5 separate regions of the Mus musculus genome follow, and regions 1, 2, 4 and 5 are each linked to region 3. Evidence: chromatin contacts called from public ChIA-PET, Micro-C and promoter capture Hi-C data. All regions are on one chromosome and are shown on one strand. The core of a region is the stretch at or near the end of the contact, and the rest is flanking DNA. Distances in the headings are between cores, read along the strand shown.

Region 1 (2,700 bases), core at 115-2,614, 350 kb after region 3:
TCTTCCTCCTATGATACTCCGTTTAAACTCACTTTTCTATAGATTCCTCTGAATATGAATGACCCTTGGCACTTACATTCCAGGGTCATACACCTTGGCCATAATTACCTGTCTGCCATCAGTACCACTAACACTATTACCTTCACCACCATCACCACCACCATCCTCCTCCTCATCATCATTATCATTGTCATCATCATCATCACCACCACCACCATCACCACCATCTTCTCCAGAGGCCAGAAGCAAGAAGCAAGAGCCTAGCAGTGAAGGCCCAGAGAACCTTTGTCCAAAGTCATAATCTGTCGAGATGCCTATACTCATTCTTACAGGGGAACAGGTAGGATCAAAAACTTCCTACCTCCAACTTACTTCCAATGTCTTGAAGTCTCCATATTTCACGTAGACCATCTTGATGCCATTGAACGCAAGCTCCAGTTCCTTTAGAACTGGAAATGTGTGAAAGACATCTACATGGAAACGGGGGGGGGGGGAGAGAAAGAGAATAAGAGAGGATCTTGAGCTTGGAAAGGCTTACAGAGGAAGATGCTAATGATCATTCACTGAGCTTCCAGCTGTGGGCGATGCTTTATGTTGCAGACCTCAGATCTCTAACCATAAGGTTGGAGAGATGGTTTGGAGGTTAAGAGAATTCCCTGCTCTTGCAGAGTATAGTTCAGTTCCCAGCGTCCACCCTGGGTGGCTTCCAACTGCCTGTTACTTCATCTCTAGGGGATTCCAAGAAAAATTTAAACCTCTAGCTACTTCACTAACAAGAATCCATTCATCCTATCACTGAGGAAATGACATCTCTGGAAGGCTAAGTGACTTATTTGAAATAAGGTGGCTGGTAACTGGGAAAACTAAGGCTCGAATGTTAAGTCTGTTCAAATGGAAGGCCTGTCCATTTAAAACTGATATATATTATTTTCTCTTCCCAATCCAGGGGCCAACCTAAGGGTCTTGTGCATGCTAGGCAAACTCTCTACCACTGAGCCACACTCCTAGATAACCTCTGATTAGAGATGCTAACATGCTTACCCCAAATAGTCAAACATCACGGGGAAAAATGTTCCTTTAATCCCAACATTTAGTGTCAACTGTTCAAAATTTTATGTATATACCTAATATTTTTCTCATGTATGTATTGAAATACAGTTTTCTTCTTATAAAAACAGAATACATGCTGTACAGTGGCTTTTCTCCTTTCACAGTTTGATGTGAAGATTATTCCAGGTTAAACTTGTCCAGCATCTTAGTTATCTTTCTAGTATAGACATGCACTCGCTTTTCCTGTTGGTAGTGTGTAACCTATGTGGGAGGGAGGTAATCAAGGACTCCTTCTTGCATGACAACTGGATCTTAGATTCACTTTCTAGGCCTGTTTCCCTGGTAACCTAAAGCACATGCTATGGTAACTGTGTTACTAGGCAACTATTGCTTGTGGTAAAAATGACTGCAGAGTGGAAAATTATGTCTGGACCAGGAGAAGGTATAAATTATAAATGCCCGAAGGGGGTGCTTCTCTTTAAGTGGTGACTCCTAGAATCAGACATGTCCTTCATGGGTATTCTGTAATATAGACCTATGGAATGGCACATTGGTTCCTGTGTTGATGAGATTTCCAAACAAGGGTGATCCCTGCATTTACCCAATGAGAGTTTCTGTCCAGCACCCAGGGTGACTCTTGGCTAGTGGACAACCCTGCAAGAGAGTCAACCATGGGAACTCCACTGTAGGACTCCTGAAATCCTACAGGAACACAATGTAGAATCACTTAGAAGCTTCTAAGTGAACCTGGTGTACTATGTAGCCTACAAGAGCTTGAGAGTCAGGAGGCTCAGTAAGGTCAAATAAGACACTGACTGGGGGAATTCCCTTGGGTAAGTCTCTTTCTGTGGAATATATTCCTAGAAACAGAACTACTAAAGGCAGTGACTATCTCAACTTTTAAAAGATTTATTTATTTACTTATTTATTATATGTATATGTTCCTGTGTGACACTGTGTGCAGTAAGTATGTGCAGAAGCCAATGAAAGTGAGAAGAGGTCACTGGATCCTCTGGAACTGGAGTTACAGGTGGCTGTGAGTGGCCCCCATGGGTGCTAGAAATTGAACCCAGGTCCTCTGCAAGAGCAGCAAATACTCTTAACAGCTGAGCCAGATCTCCAGCCTCATCTTAAATTTTAAGAGACATTGCCAAATTTCCTTTAAGGACTCACACAACTTTCTTATATTTGACTTTCACCGAGAGTCTCCCTTGACTACGCAGGGCTGGCTGTGGTTAGCATCTTTCATACTTGCCAATATTTGATGGACATAAAACTGTGTACTGGTGTTATAGGTGGCTGTGAGTGACCCCCATGTTTTTGTCCTTAATGAAGCTGGGCATTTATCAGGCCTTTTGGCCTGTTTATACCAAGGCATTCCTAGCAGAATACACTTTCTTCTAAGGCAAGGATCTTATTAGATGCTTTGATGGACGCTATCCTCCAACTCATTGAAACAAACTCATTGACACACCCCTTCTAGAACTGTCTCTGGGTATCCCCAGCCTCATCCCTGCCCCTGTGATTCCCATCTCTTCCCAGATCACTCTCTCAATCCCCTTCACTCCCCATCTCAAGCTTCATTCCCCTCCCATGGAAAACCCCTCCTCTCTGAGATTCCCTGGTTAAAAGCCTTCCACGCCTCTTCTG
Region 2 (2,700 bases), core at 130-2,629, 370 kb after region 3:
CATGCGTTTATCTGGGGTCACCATTTCAAAGAATGGTTGGCCCCTGCATGCTGGTGTTTCTGCAGAATAAATGCTCTTTGTTTTTGTATACTCTCTGAGCCTGGGGTCTTCTTTCAGTGATTTTTGGACCCTTACAACTGGAGTGGCCAGGAATTGCTTAATCGAGGATGAAATCTAATCTGCTATTCTTTAGTGATCATGTGAACATAGCCTTGCCAAGAACATTTTGTCTCTTTCATTCAGAGGTATATTCTAAGTGTGTAGAACAGGACTGAGTACATGCTAAGCGATTCAGAGGCTGGGCATGGTATTATACACCTTTGGTTCCAGCACTAAGGAGTCAGAGGTAGGTGGATCTCTGGGAGTTTGAAGCCAATTTGTCTACACAGTGAGTTTCAGGACAGCTAGACCTAATGGTGAGACCCTGTCTCAGAAAAACAAAACAAAATGTCTAGCGAATTCAGTATCTGGCGGATCATCTGTACACATATGGAAAATATGTAGGTATAAAAACTAAATAATGCAATGTAATATGGCATAAAGTGATATTACTATGAGATATCCCAGGTCTATTTTCCTTATATGCCTTAGTTTCAGTGTCAAGTTTTTTTGGTGCTCAATATTTTTTTCTCTCAATATTTATAAAAATCACATTGTCAAACTGGAAACATGCTTTTAAGTTTAAAAAACTAAAAAGTTGGTTTTAAGTGTGTTCTGACTTATGCTCTCTGGCTTCTGAAAAATTCCTTTTCTTGTCTATACAGCATTATCCTGAGACAGACACAGAATGGGTGGATGTAAGTGCATGTAGGGCACTGCCTAGCACACAGTAGGCACTCAATAAATGATAGTTCTACAGGAAACATTACTAACAGCTGAGATTATGGTTACTTCGGAGAGAATAATCGAGCTGATATTCTACCTTCAGGGACAGAAAGGGGTGAAGAGCAGGCTCTACCTCCCTTCTTAGGACACAACATCTGGGGCTGGAAAGACTCATAATTCAAGCAAAATTAAGTTTCCAGCCACACCTGCCTTCGGCGTCGTTTCCGCCTCCGAAGAGCCCGCGGAGGCGATGTCCCTGTCAGGCGGAGTGCACGCCTGCAAGCCTCACGGGAATCTCGGAGTCGCTCCACGGTGGCGCTTGCCACAGCCTTCCCCACCCACTCCTTAGTAACCGCGAGGATGTGGCTAGCAACGGAGGCGGCAACCGGCGACGGCAGATTCTAACTACAAGTCCCGTCAAGCCCCGCGGCCTCTTTCAGCCCTCATCAGCACACCAGACTACGGATCCCGATGGGCTCTGCGCTGCCTATCACATGAGCAGCTTCAGCCAATCGGCTTCGGACAAGTCGTATGGGAGGGAGACACGGAGGGAGACAAGATGGCAGCGTCGGCGTCGCAGGGTGGGAGAAGCGGCGGTGGCGGAGGCAGTAGTGGGGCTGGCGGCGGCCCCAGCTGCGGGACAAGCAGCAGCCGCAGTGGTTTGTTGGATAAGGTGAGGAGCTTAGTCCTGGGGACAATCTAGAGCCCGGGGAATGCCCAGGAGCTGGTGAGCCCAGCTTCCCATCCCCACCCCCTTATTTTCTGTGGCTCCTTGAGCGCTCCTCCGTAGCACACGAACGCACACTTGTAACTTGCCCTCTCTACACGTTGGAAAACAATCCTTCCCTTTAGTCGTCTCTTTAAGCAAGTGCTGCTGGTCCCTAACCGCCACCGCAGCTTCTCGTAATTATGGCAATATTTCACCATAATGATCACGTTTCTATTGTGCTAGGAGGGCCACTCTTGAAAATGCCCATAACATCAACGTGGAAAATGGAACTTCTAAAGAAATTGAAAGAATCTCCTCGAAGTCAGTATTCCCCAAACCCTTCCACCATCATCCTCGCGTGTTGCTACAGAGCCCAAAGAGTTCCTTGGCCTTTAAAGTTTTTAAGGGTTTTTTTTTTTTTTTTGGTTTCTTTTAATTTTTTCATGATATGTCAAATAATGAAATATTCGTATGTTGACTTCCCTTGCTGGTCTGATAGGAAGCCTTAAGATTCTTTGTCCCTCTTGGGTTCCCTGCCTTTCTCTTCCCCTGCGTGGCCTTTTCTGTCTGTACCAGCTGACTGCTTTCCACTCTGCCTACACAATTTCTAAAGAATTTCACGTCCTTGTCCATAAGGGCTTAAAGGAAAGAGTCAGGGGAGGAACGCTGCTCCTGGATTGACCATCTTGCCCCTTGCACAGCAACTTGCAAGAGACAGTTGCCTGAAAAACGGGCCTGGCATTAGTTTTGCCTCTAGCTCTGTGTCCTAAAATGTGCCTGTTCTCCTTATTGCCTTCCTTATTCTGTAGAATGAGGGGTTTAGTCCAGCATACCTTCTGGCCCCCTTCCAGGGTTGTCCTTCCCAGCTGATGTGATGAGGGTGAAGCATGGTGCTTTCATATAGTAAACCACTTTTCTTGAAACATTTTAATCGAAATGCTCTATTACTCCTCTGTGTGGAACAGATGGCTAGGGCTTAAGAGATGGATGCCTGATCATCCCGCATTTGTGTAGCTTCCTACATGGTAGGCAGCACTCCACCACTGACCCACGTCCCCAGTTCCCCTTGTCTTTTGGAGGGTCCTTAGAGTCAAGTTTGAGACAGGGTCTTGCTGTGTAGCTAAGCTGGCCTGGACTGGAACTGGCTTTGTGCAGGATCCAGGGAC
Region 3 (2,700 bases), core at 104-2,603:
AAATGTGCTGCCTTTTTTGTTTTAGCAGCTGTATCATATGCACTTGAGAAAACAAACACTGGGATTATCATCCCACCCTCTGAAAAAGCCTCCAAGAGCCTCGTTTACAAGTGAAAAGGATGCATTTTAATTCTAGCTTTCACCAACCCACCCTATATACCTGCACAAGGGGAGGGAGAGAGAAGAAACGATGGCATCAGCAATTCTGAAATTCCTAAGCAATTCCTAAATATCTGATCAGAATCTGCCTTTTAAGATTTGAGAATGGTGCAAATTCTATCAGTACAACTAGACTATTCTAGATGTCCATGACAATTTTTTGAACAGGATACTTCCAATAAATAACTGCCGGCAGAGGAATGAAATAAGAGGAGAACCCTTGTCACATTTAATAGCAAAAGGTGATACCAGAAAATAAGAGTGAAATAGACTAGCGAATACCTAGCCAGCGATTACCTAGTGACAGAGGGTGGAAACACAGCAGAGCAACATAGTGAGTGGTTAGTAACGTTCAAGAACCAGAAGCCACTTTCTGGTTCTGCAGAGAAGGAAGTCAAAGGAGAAAGAGGAAAGGTGATGGATGCATAGTACACAGAGGATAACTTACAACGATGAGAATGAGGACGAAGTATTTTGACCATGAGAGATGATACTCACTGGAAGGGAAGGGGCAGCAAGGGAGGAAGCGGGACTGCGGTGTAGCCTACCACAAAAGAAAGAGACTGCAGTCGTCCCTGCCCAGCCCAGCCCGCCGGGGAAAGCAGCCCCTGCATAGGTGAGAGGCATCGCCCAACTCCACTAGCCCTGCGCTGGCTGGAGCCATCTCCCCTGGAGCCTCCAGAGCCCTGGGTGGGTACCGGAAAGGGTGGACTGTGCGAGGGTGAGCAGAAAGAGGGGACAGATGCCGGGGTGACCAGGTACCCACCTTGTCCCAACGCAGCCACTGCCCGATGGCCGTGTCTAGCTGGGGGTCCCCAGTGAGGTAGGGGGCGTGGAGCAGGTTAGAGTTCAGGTCATCATCTGCGTTCTCAGCCATGGTAGACACACGGGTTTGCGGGCCCGAGGGGCGGGCGAAGACACTGAGTCAGGGGGGCTCTAGGTGCGCTCACCAGGGTCCAGAAACCCCCTCCTTGACGAAGGGCATCGGAGACCAACCGCGAGCTGTTCAGTCCGCGCCAGCTCCTGCCGCAGCTCCAGCGAACCCGGAGAGAGGGCGGAGACAGGACAGCCGCCTCCCAGCAGACTAGCTCCGGATCTCAGCTCGAACTGACTGAGGCGGGCGTGAGGCGAGAGAACAACAACAGTCCCAGATGTCTGGGTCGCCGCCTTCGCCCGCGCCGCCTTAGGCCCCGCCCCCGCGCCGCCCGCGCCGCCCCCGCCCGCCCCGGCCCGTCCGAGTGCCCGAGGCATGAGGCGCGAGCCCGGGAGCGCGCGCCCCGCACCTCCGCTGCAGCGTTTGCTGTCCGCTGAGGCGACAGTGCACAGCTGGCTTTGTTTTTTTAATGCCGTTCCTCAGCTGTCTTTCCCTTATCACCCGCCCCGCACTCGCACGTGCGCCTCCACCTGGTGTCCCCGTCGTCTCAAGCAGCCCGCCTCTGCACTCACTAGGAGAGTCCCCGGCGCGCGCAGGCCCCACCCTCTTCGCCTCAGGGCTTGGTCTCGCTTGGGAGCCCAAAGTGGCGCGCGTGACGCCTCACGGGAGTTGTAGTTTTCCCCGGTTCCCCGAGTTCTGTACACCCGTTGCCTTTCCCTTCCCTCGGAGAGAAAAAGCACCACCTGTTCCCTGACGCTTCTTACTTATGTTGTGCAGTGGTGGTCTCCTGCTTTAAGGTAAAAAAGGAATGACGTAAGGAACAACGGTATCTATTTGTACTTGAAAGTTTACGAGTCGTTTTTTGTCATTTCATTCATCCTGTGTGGTAGGTTGTATGTATATTCCTTTCCCACTTTACACAGAAGGAACTGAAAGGCAAACCGAATTTTCTGAGCAGTAGCGTTCCTGAGAAATGAATGCGGGTTTCAGTCTGTTATGTTACCTCAGCTGGCAGTTGTTTTTGTTCAGTTGTAGCCGCGGAATAGAGGTAGAGAGAATATAATGTCTGGAAAATAGATAAGAAGGTTGTCAGATGATGGGTCAGCATTTAACCCTATTTTAAGAATGTACAAACATCATAAAATTCATGAACAAGTAGGAATACAGAGGAAAAAAGAAATGAACACCTTCACTTTCTTTCTTCTATAAATGTGCGCCTTTCAGGTCTCATTACTTGAGGCCAGAGAAATACTGAAGTCTTGTATATGGACCACTCTGCTTTCTCTGTTTTTGAGACAGGGTCTCCTCTATGGCTTTGGCTAGCCTTGAACATAATATACGCCAGGCTGAAATTGAACTCTTGAGTGCTGGAATTCCAGGTGTGCACCACCACACTGTGCCAAATACCTTCTTGGTGTGACTTGACCAAGTATATTAAAACTCTTCCTCATCAGCCTTTTGCTCTTGTAAGGATTATATAATATTTATAGCATGACAGTACAGTAATTGAAGAAATAGTTTTAGAGTGTTTTGAGGCTCAAAGATAAAAGACATAATAAATCCAAAGTATTCCTTTTATTTTTTAAAGACATCATTTGTTCTAATAAAATCCAAACTACTAGCATAAAATAATTGTATTGAGAGATTCTGAAAAATAATATATGTCA
Region 4 (2,700 bases), core at 161-2,660, 280 kb after region 3:
ACCTTACATCCTCTCCCTTGGCTGAAAAGACAACAGCTCCAAGATGTTAGACAGAATATGAACATAGAATTCTAATCTCTCAGAGCCCTGCCTCCAAATATGAGGGTTACATTTTGAACACATGGACTTTTAATGAACATATGTAAGCTGTAACACAGAGAAATATATGCAGACACATGTATGTGTATATTTTATCCTGACAGTCCTCATCTCCAAAGACTATAAGTAACTCTTATTAGAAGGGCAAAGATGTGACGTGGCTAACCATGCCAGAAAGAGGATGTGCAAGTAACGAGCTTCGGGAAGTGCTTTGCGGGCCTGGCTCTCAAAGTCCTAATGCAGTACCAGCCCACAGGATGGCAAAAATAGATAGAGCACTGAGTGGTGGAGAATCTGGGAGCGACTGTTTTCCTCCTGGCAGGAGGGGCTGCAGGTGGGAGTGTAGTCTGTACAGTGAGCTTGAGAAGCTGGCCGCACGCCCACATCGGATGACTCACAGGTTCTTCCAGACTTCTGTGGTATGCATATCCCTAGGTAAGTCGTCAAGAATACCAGCTTATTTTTAAATAGCCACAGGCTAGAATGTCTCCAGGTACCTATGAATAATAGATGGTCAGATTGTTTTAAAATCAAGCAATAGAATACAAAGAACAAAATGAGAAATTGCACACAGCTAAGTTTCCTGGAATGGTGAATGAAGGATGGCAGTCAAAAAACAGAGTACTCTATGTACGTAAAAGTCAAAGCTAGGCCGGATACAGTGGCACATGCCTATTCTCCCAGCATTTGAGAAACTGAGGCAGCAGGCTGGGAAGTTCAAGGCTAGCTCAGGCTCTAAAGAGCCTCGAGAAGATAAAATGATTTTATTATTTTAAAGTGTTAGAAACCAAGACTATAGTTACTTTTGAGTGAGATGTTGGTCCAGGCACAGGTAGAGGTTGGGGTTCTCATAGACACTTCATAAGTACAGCTGGTTTACTAGAGGGCTTCCTTGAACTCAGGGGCCTCTTGTGCTCACCTCTTCAACACCAGTTTACAGCCACACATGCAAATGAAGATCTGAGCAGGGTAAGTCCTGTGGGGGTGGTCTATAGCTTCCATGTGCTACCCTAAGCTCTTAGATCCTCTCCTGCAGCCTTGGGTGTGAGCAAAACATGGGCAGGGGTAGAGGTGTAATGGACACAGAGGCCTAGTTTGTTAGCTCAGTGCCTGGCACACTGTTAGCAAATGTAATTACTGTGATGCTAAAGCCTGATCTCGTTTTTCCTCTGTATCCCATGAAAGATGCAATGCCCATCTGTGTGTTGTCTGTGGTTAGTCTCCAAACAAGAGTCTCTGAGATGGCCTGTGAGCACTGACTTCCGTCTTGTTTCCTGTCTGTGGATTTGCTCCTCTTCCTGTATGGTCTCATTTGAGTTGGGTGGAGCTGGAAGTCCACTTCACTGCAGTGTACGTGGTGTTTCCTGCTTACATATAACTACTTGAAGTAGCTTCAGTGACTTCGAGACTAGTTCAGGCTATAGCAGTCAGACCTATAGAAATGGAAAGAATAAAGCCAGGCTCTATTGTTTTGTTTTTGTTGCTATGGGTTGTTGTTGTTATTATTTAAATCTAGAGACAACCTCCTGTGAGAAGTATGATTTTTAACTAAGTGTGAAGGTACAAGGCTGGAATGCCAGCACGTGGGAAGCCAAGGGAGGAGCACCCTGAGCTCAAGGCTAGCCTGTGCTACGCAGTGAGACCTTTTGTTAGTGAGATGACTCAGCTCAAGGCTAGCCTGTGCTATGCAGTAGTGAGACCTTTTGTTAGTGAGATGACTCAGTTTGTTAAGGCAGCTGCCGCCCTGCCTGACCATCTGAGTTCCACCCCTGGGACCCATACAGAAGGAAAGACAGGCTCCTGCAATTGTCCTCAAGTGCATGCACCATGGCTTCCTGACTTGCACCCAGTCATCTATGCAAATGTATATACAAGGAAATAATTCACTAACTAATTAATTAAAACAGACACACCTCCCCCTAAAATAGTCTTGTTTCTTTGTCATCTTTTTTTTTTAACTGTATCACTACTAAGTTTATTCAGAAACCCATCTTTGTTGGTTTTTTTTTTTTTAATCCCATTATGAACTGGCTTGTCAACCAACTACAACACTGTCTAGCAGACACACGGTAAAAAGGGCTCGGCTCAGAATCGTCCAGATCTCTCCCGGTCTCTTGACCGCCTCCTGTCACGCTCCTTCCTCCGCCACCTCCACCTCCACCACCGCGTCCACGGTCTCTGGATCGGGAACTCCGTTCCCTGGATCGGGACCTGGATCTATGCTTCTTGCGCTGGCGCCCATACAGCTCCCGTCGTAGCTCTCTTGAGATGGACTTCAAATGCATGAAGTTGCAGAAGCCCCCTCTTGTGCACTCTCCCATTTCATACTGGCGGCAGCAGGCTTCCCTGAAGTCAGTTACTGAGGACAGCTCTGCATGGATCGGCTGTCCATTAAACCAACGGTTATTCAAGTCGATCACGGCTTTCTCTGCATCCTCCTCATGGTCTCCTAGGTTGTCGCAGACGTTCATCTCCTCGACTTCCCCGTACTTCTCTTCCATCTCAGTGAAGACTTCCTCAAAGAACTCATCATAGTGCTCCTGCATCTCCACGTCGCTCACAGCACAGCGCAAACCGTCAGCAGACTGGGAAGGGTTTTGA
Region 5 (2,700 bases), core at 172-2,671, 270 kb before region 3:
ATGTGCGTGCCACAGCACCCGTGTGCCTTTACATAAACGTGCATGCACACACATGCACACGTGAGCACACACGTGAGCACACATACACACCACATACACACACACCATAACACACACACACACACACACACACACACACACACACACACCATAAGCTTCTGCCCCAGCTCTGCTGTTGACTGCCAAGGCCACCTGGAACCAGTCCCCACCCCACTCAGGTTCTCCCCTTATACACTGGGGTCCGCCATCTTTACGGGCCAGAAGGTGATCAGGGATGAAGAAGGGGATTGCTGAGCTGTGAAGAGGCTCTCATCAGGGTGGGAGGAGGGGAATTTTTATTGTCTTGCTGAGCAGCCCTAGGCCCCAGGCCTGAGAGAAGGCTTCCTTAGCCGGGACTCCTTACCTGGAGGCTGCTTTGAGGTCTCAGGCTGAGGCCTCCAAGGTCAAGCTTCTCTAAAGGTGTCTCGTTCTTCAAAGCTGCCGGTGGCTACCATGGCCCGATCCCCTCGATTTTCCATAGAAAATGGCTGGGAGACGAAACACTTAAAGTTCATACTATTGTGTCCTGTGGGGGAGAGGAAGGAAGCCAAGTTTAGAAAGGAAGATTGTCTTTGCAGGACCACCGCCCTGCAAGGAAGGGTCATCTGTCACACAAGTCCTTTCAGACAGCCTTGCTGGGAGGGACCCATGCAAGGCTCAGTTCTCACTCAGAGCAGCCAGGGTCTAGGGGAAGAACTCAGGAGTCTTTACTCCCACACGTTGGCTCACTTCCAAATTTGTTTCTCAGACAGTTATGTAGACAGGCAGCTGTGCTGTGCCTGGGGGATACAGTCACAAAACTGTTGAGTGGAGCATTATATCTATTTGTGTTGAATCAGGATAAGGCAGGTCCAGTCTCCCTGTGTCCCTACTTCCACCTCCGGCAGGCAGCCACATAAGATAGTGTAACAAAGGCCAAACAAACTCCAAGGCTCCTCCAGGCACAAACAACCCTTGATACAAGAACAGGCTTTAGGGCACATGGCCCAGAGCCTCCTGGTGACAGTCATTCTGATCTTCGCTGACGTGAAAGCCCCTTCCCCCACCCCGCCCGGGTCAGGCTGGGAACATCGAGGCTGAGGGGAAGAAGTAAAGAGATGAAGGTTTTAACCTTCGACCAACTGGACGTCAGAGGCAAATAACAAAGGGCGTATTTAGGAGGAAAGAAACCTAGAGAGGGCAAATTAGGACTCCAGGGAAGGGAAAAGAAAGAGAAAAGACAGATGGAGTGGGAGAGAGCAGGTGCGGCCAGCGAAGGGATGGGGCACGCTCACCGGACCGCAGGAGAACACAGGAGTGCAGAAGGCTGTGTCCGACGGCGGGAGAGTGGTGGCTGCCCAGGAAGCTGGCGACCCGACGACACCGAGGGCGGAACTGACAGTAGCTGCGAACCCGCGCCTACAGAACTTAAGTCTAGAGGGCGTGGTCGGGGCGTGGCGTGACGAGGCGGAGCCAGGGCGGCCCACGCCCCCGGGTGAGGAGGCGTTTCCATCTGTGGTTGCCTGAAACCCCTAGGTCCCCCCAGAGGCTCCAGTCTCAGATCTTCCCCTTCTATTCCCGGGGCAGACAATCTCTTTGTGAGGACAGGCAGACTGACTGGCCAGCTGCTCTGGATCGCGACCCCTTACCCCTTCAAGTCTCCCCTCCCCCTCCCTGCAAGGCACCTGGGGACCGGGCGGAGCGCGGGCTTCGGGGACCGGAACAAACCCGGGTGTGGTGACGGGGCAAGGCTGGCGTTCCCGCCTTCTGCCGCTCCCAGTCAGGTCCCGGGGGACACTGGCACCTAACGGCTGGAGTGGGGCGAGAACACCTGGCCTCCCCTCCCCTCTGCACCGAGTGCAGCCAGGCTGGCGCCCCGCAAGGAAGAGGGCAGGGCAGAGCCTCGCCTGTTGCACTCCAGCCCAGCGAGGACAAACTCAGCAGGTGGACGGGACCTCAGCGAGATAATGGCCACGTAGGAGTGGGGGACGTGAAAGCAATACTTGGGCCCTGTGTCGGGGACTAACGTGCATTGTGGGGGTAGGAAGCAGGTCTCAATTTGCCTCAATTTGTGTTCAAGCTTTGGTACTCTCCGTCGGTTTCTTCTTTTGTTTTTATCCTCCTTAGCCCCGGAGTTTTAAGAGATTAGATCAGGGCGTGGAACCCTTTTTGCTTGCCTAGGAATTAGGCGCCCAAGAGCAGGAAGCCGGGGACCAGGGGTCCGAATATACTATAATAGAAGCTCAAGTAGGTTTGGGCTGCTGTGGAAAGTGCAGTGGGAGGAGGGGGCTGGGTGAACGTTTGTGGAAAGCAATTACTATGCATCAGGTAGGCGGCGCAGGCACCTAACGATAATCTTTCCAGGTCATCATTAACCATTATTTTCCAGAACAAGAAAGTGTGAGAGGCCCCAGACCTTAATAGGACCCCAGACCTTAGCACATCTGACTCCATGATGGAAGTACCATTCAACTGTAAAACTCAGCACACAGACAGAACCATCAATGTCCATCGTTCTGGAAAAATCTCTAAATGTACTGATCTTACCTTTTGGCTTCTGTGGTTCCACTACTGGCTAACTTGTTTTGTTAGCTGAAGTATGTCACCCTAAAACATGGGTTTTGTGCTTAAAAACGTACCCAGGAAAGGATCCTGAACACCCAGTGTGGCTTTATTAGCCAG

Evidence for each region. Promoter capture Hi-C pulls out the DNA fragments that hold promoters and counts their contacts. A called contact is a pair of places that touch in the nucleus more often than the background predicts. ChIA-PET counts read pairs in DNA pulled down with a chosen protein or histone mark.
Region 1: a promoter capture Hi-C map of hippocampal neurons shows a contact between it and region 3, with 4 times the contacts expected there. The contact joins the enhancer-like site here to the promoter of Pgm2l1 in region 3. A contact is called at or near these places in 6 of 39 promoter capture datasets (3T3-L1-derived adipocytes, embryonic stem cells, hippocampal neurons and 2 more), 1 of 484 Hi-C or Micro-C datasets (olfactory sensory neurons) and 1 of 115 datasets of contacts at active chromatin or transcription factors (bone marrow-derived macrophages).
Region 2: a Micro-C map of embryonic stem cells shows a contact between it and region 3, with 5 times the contacts expected there. The contact joins the promoter of Spcs2 here to the promoter of Pgm2l1 in region 3. A contact is called at or near these places in 3 of 484 Hi-C or Micro-C datasets (CD4 T cells, embryonic stem cells and olfactory sensory neurons) and 3 of 115 datasets of contacts at active chromatin or transcription factors (a beta-TC-6 cell line, bone marrow-derived macrophages and embryonic stem cells).
Region 4: a contact with region 3 is called in an RNA polymerase II ChIA-PET map of effector CD8 T cells, with 7 read pairs. The contact joins the enhancer-like site here to the promoter of Pgm2l1 in region 3. A contact is called at or near these places in 2 of 39 promoter capture datasets (the HPC-7 cell line and hippocampal neurons), 2 of 115 datasets of contacts at active chromatin or transcription factors (bone marrow-derived macrophages and effector CD8 T cells) and 1 of 9 other capture datasets (adipose tissue).
Region 5: an RNA polymerase II ChIA-PET map of memory CD8 T cells shows a contact between it and region 3, with 41 read pairs. The contact joins the promoter of Ucp2 here to the promoter of Pgm2l1 in region 3. A contact is called at or near these places in 1 of 15 datasets of contacts at CTCF or cohesin (the NIH/3T3 cell line), 3 of 484 Hi-C or Micro-C datasets (embryonic stem cells and extraembryonic endoderm stem cells), 5 of 115 datasets of contacts at active chromatin or transcription factors (the SCID.adh cell line, cardiomyocytes, effector CD8 T cells and 2 more) and 1 of 9 other capture datasets (liver).

What each region holds. Positions count from the first base shown.
Region 1 is chr7:99,877,140-99,879,839 of GRCm38.p6, reverse strand. Xrra1 (X-ray radiation resistance associated 1) reads right to left here. Exons shown (of 19, transcript NM_001164258.1): 7 at 373-470. All of the region lies in intron 4 of Gm38405 (a long non-coding RNA gene), which reads left to right. Among named protein-coding and RNA genes, the nearest start is that of Xrra1, 19 kb to the right of the region's middle. Within about 2 kb of position 1,364, at least 8 of the 459 cell types and tissues checked have an H3K27ac peak or open chromatin away from gene starts, as enhancers often do. A contact at or near this core is called in hippocampal neurons, where this site is marked.
Region 2 is chr7:99,857,562-99,860,261 of GRCm38.p6, reverse strand. It overlaps Spcs2 (signal peptidase complex subunit 2 homolog (S. cerevisiae)), which reads left to right and starts at 1,379. Exons shown (of 5, transcript NM_025668.3): 1 at 1,379-1,498. The coding sequence starts at 1,385. Xrra1 (X-ray radiation resistance associated 1) reads right to left here and starts at 1,044. Exons shown (of 19, transcript NM_001164258.1): 1 at 1,032-1,044.
Region 3 is chr7:100,226,260-100,228,959 of GRCm38.p6, reverse strand. It overlaps Pgm2l1 (phosphoglucomutase 2-like 1), which reads right to left and starts at 1,353. Exons shown (of 14, transcript NM_027629.3): 1 at 926-1,353. The coding sequence starts at 1,036. It overlaps Gm34877 (a long non-coding RNA gene), which reads left to right and starts at 1,555. Exons shown (of 3, transcript XR_869834.3): 1 at 1,555-1,830.
Region 4 is chr7:99,945,216-99,947,915 of GRCm38.p6, reverse strand. All of the region lies in intron 2 of Rnf169 (ring finger protein 169), which reads left to right. It also overlaps the pseudogene Gm18959. Among named protein-coding and RNA genes, the nearest start is that of Gm5115, 14 kb to the right of the region's middle. Within about 2 kb of position 1,410, at least 60 of the 459 cell types and tissues checked have an H3K27ac peak or open chromatin away from gene starts, as enhancers often do. A contact at or near this core is called in the HPC-7 cell line, adipose tissue, bone marrow-derived macrophages and 2 more, where this site is marked.
Region 5 is chr7:100,492,079-100,494,778 of GRCm38.p6, reverse strand. It overlaps Ucp2 (uncoupling protein 2 (mitochondrial, proton carrier)), which reads right to left and starts at 1,421. Exons shown (of 8, transcript NM_011671.5): 1 at 1,314-1,421; 2 at 404-565.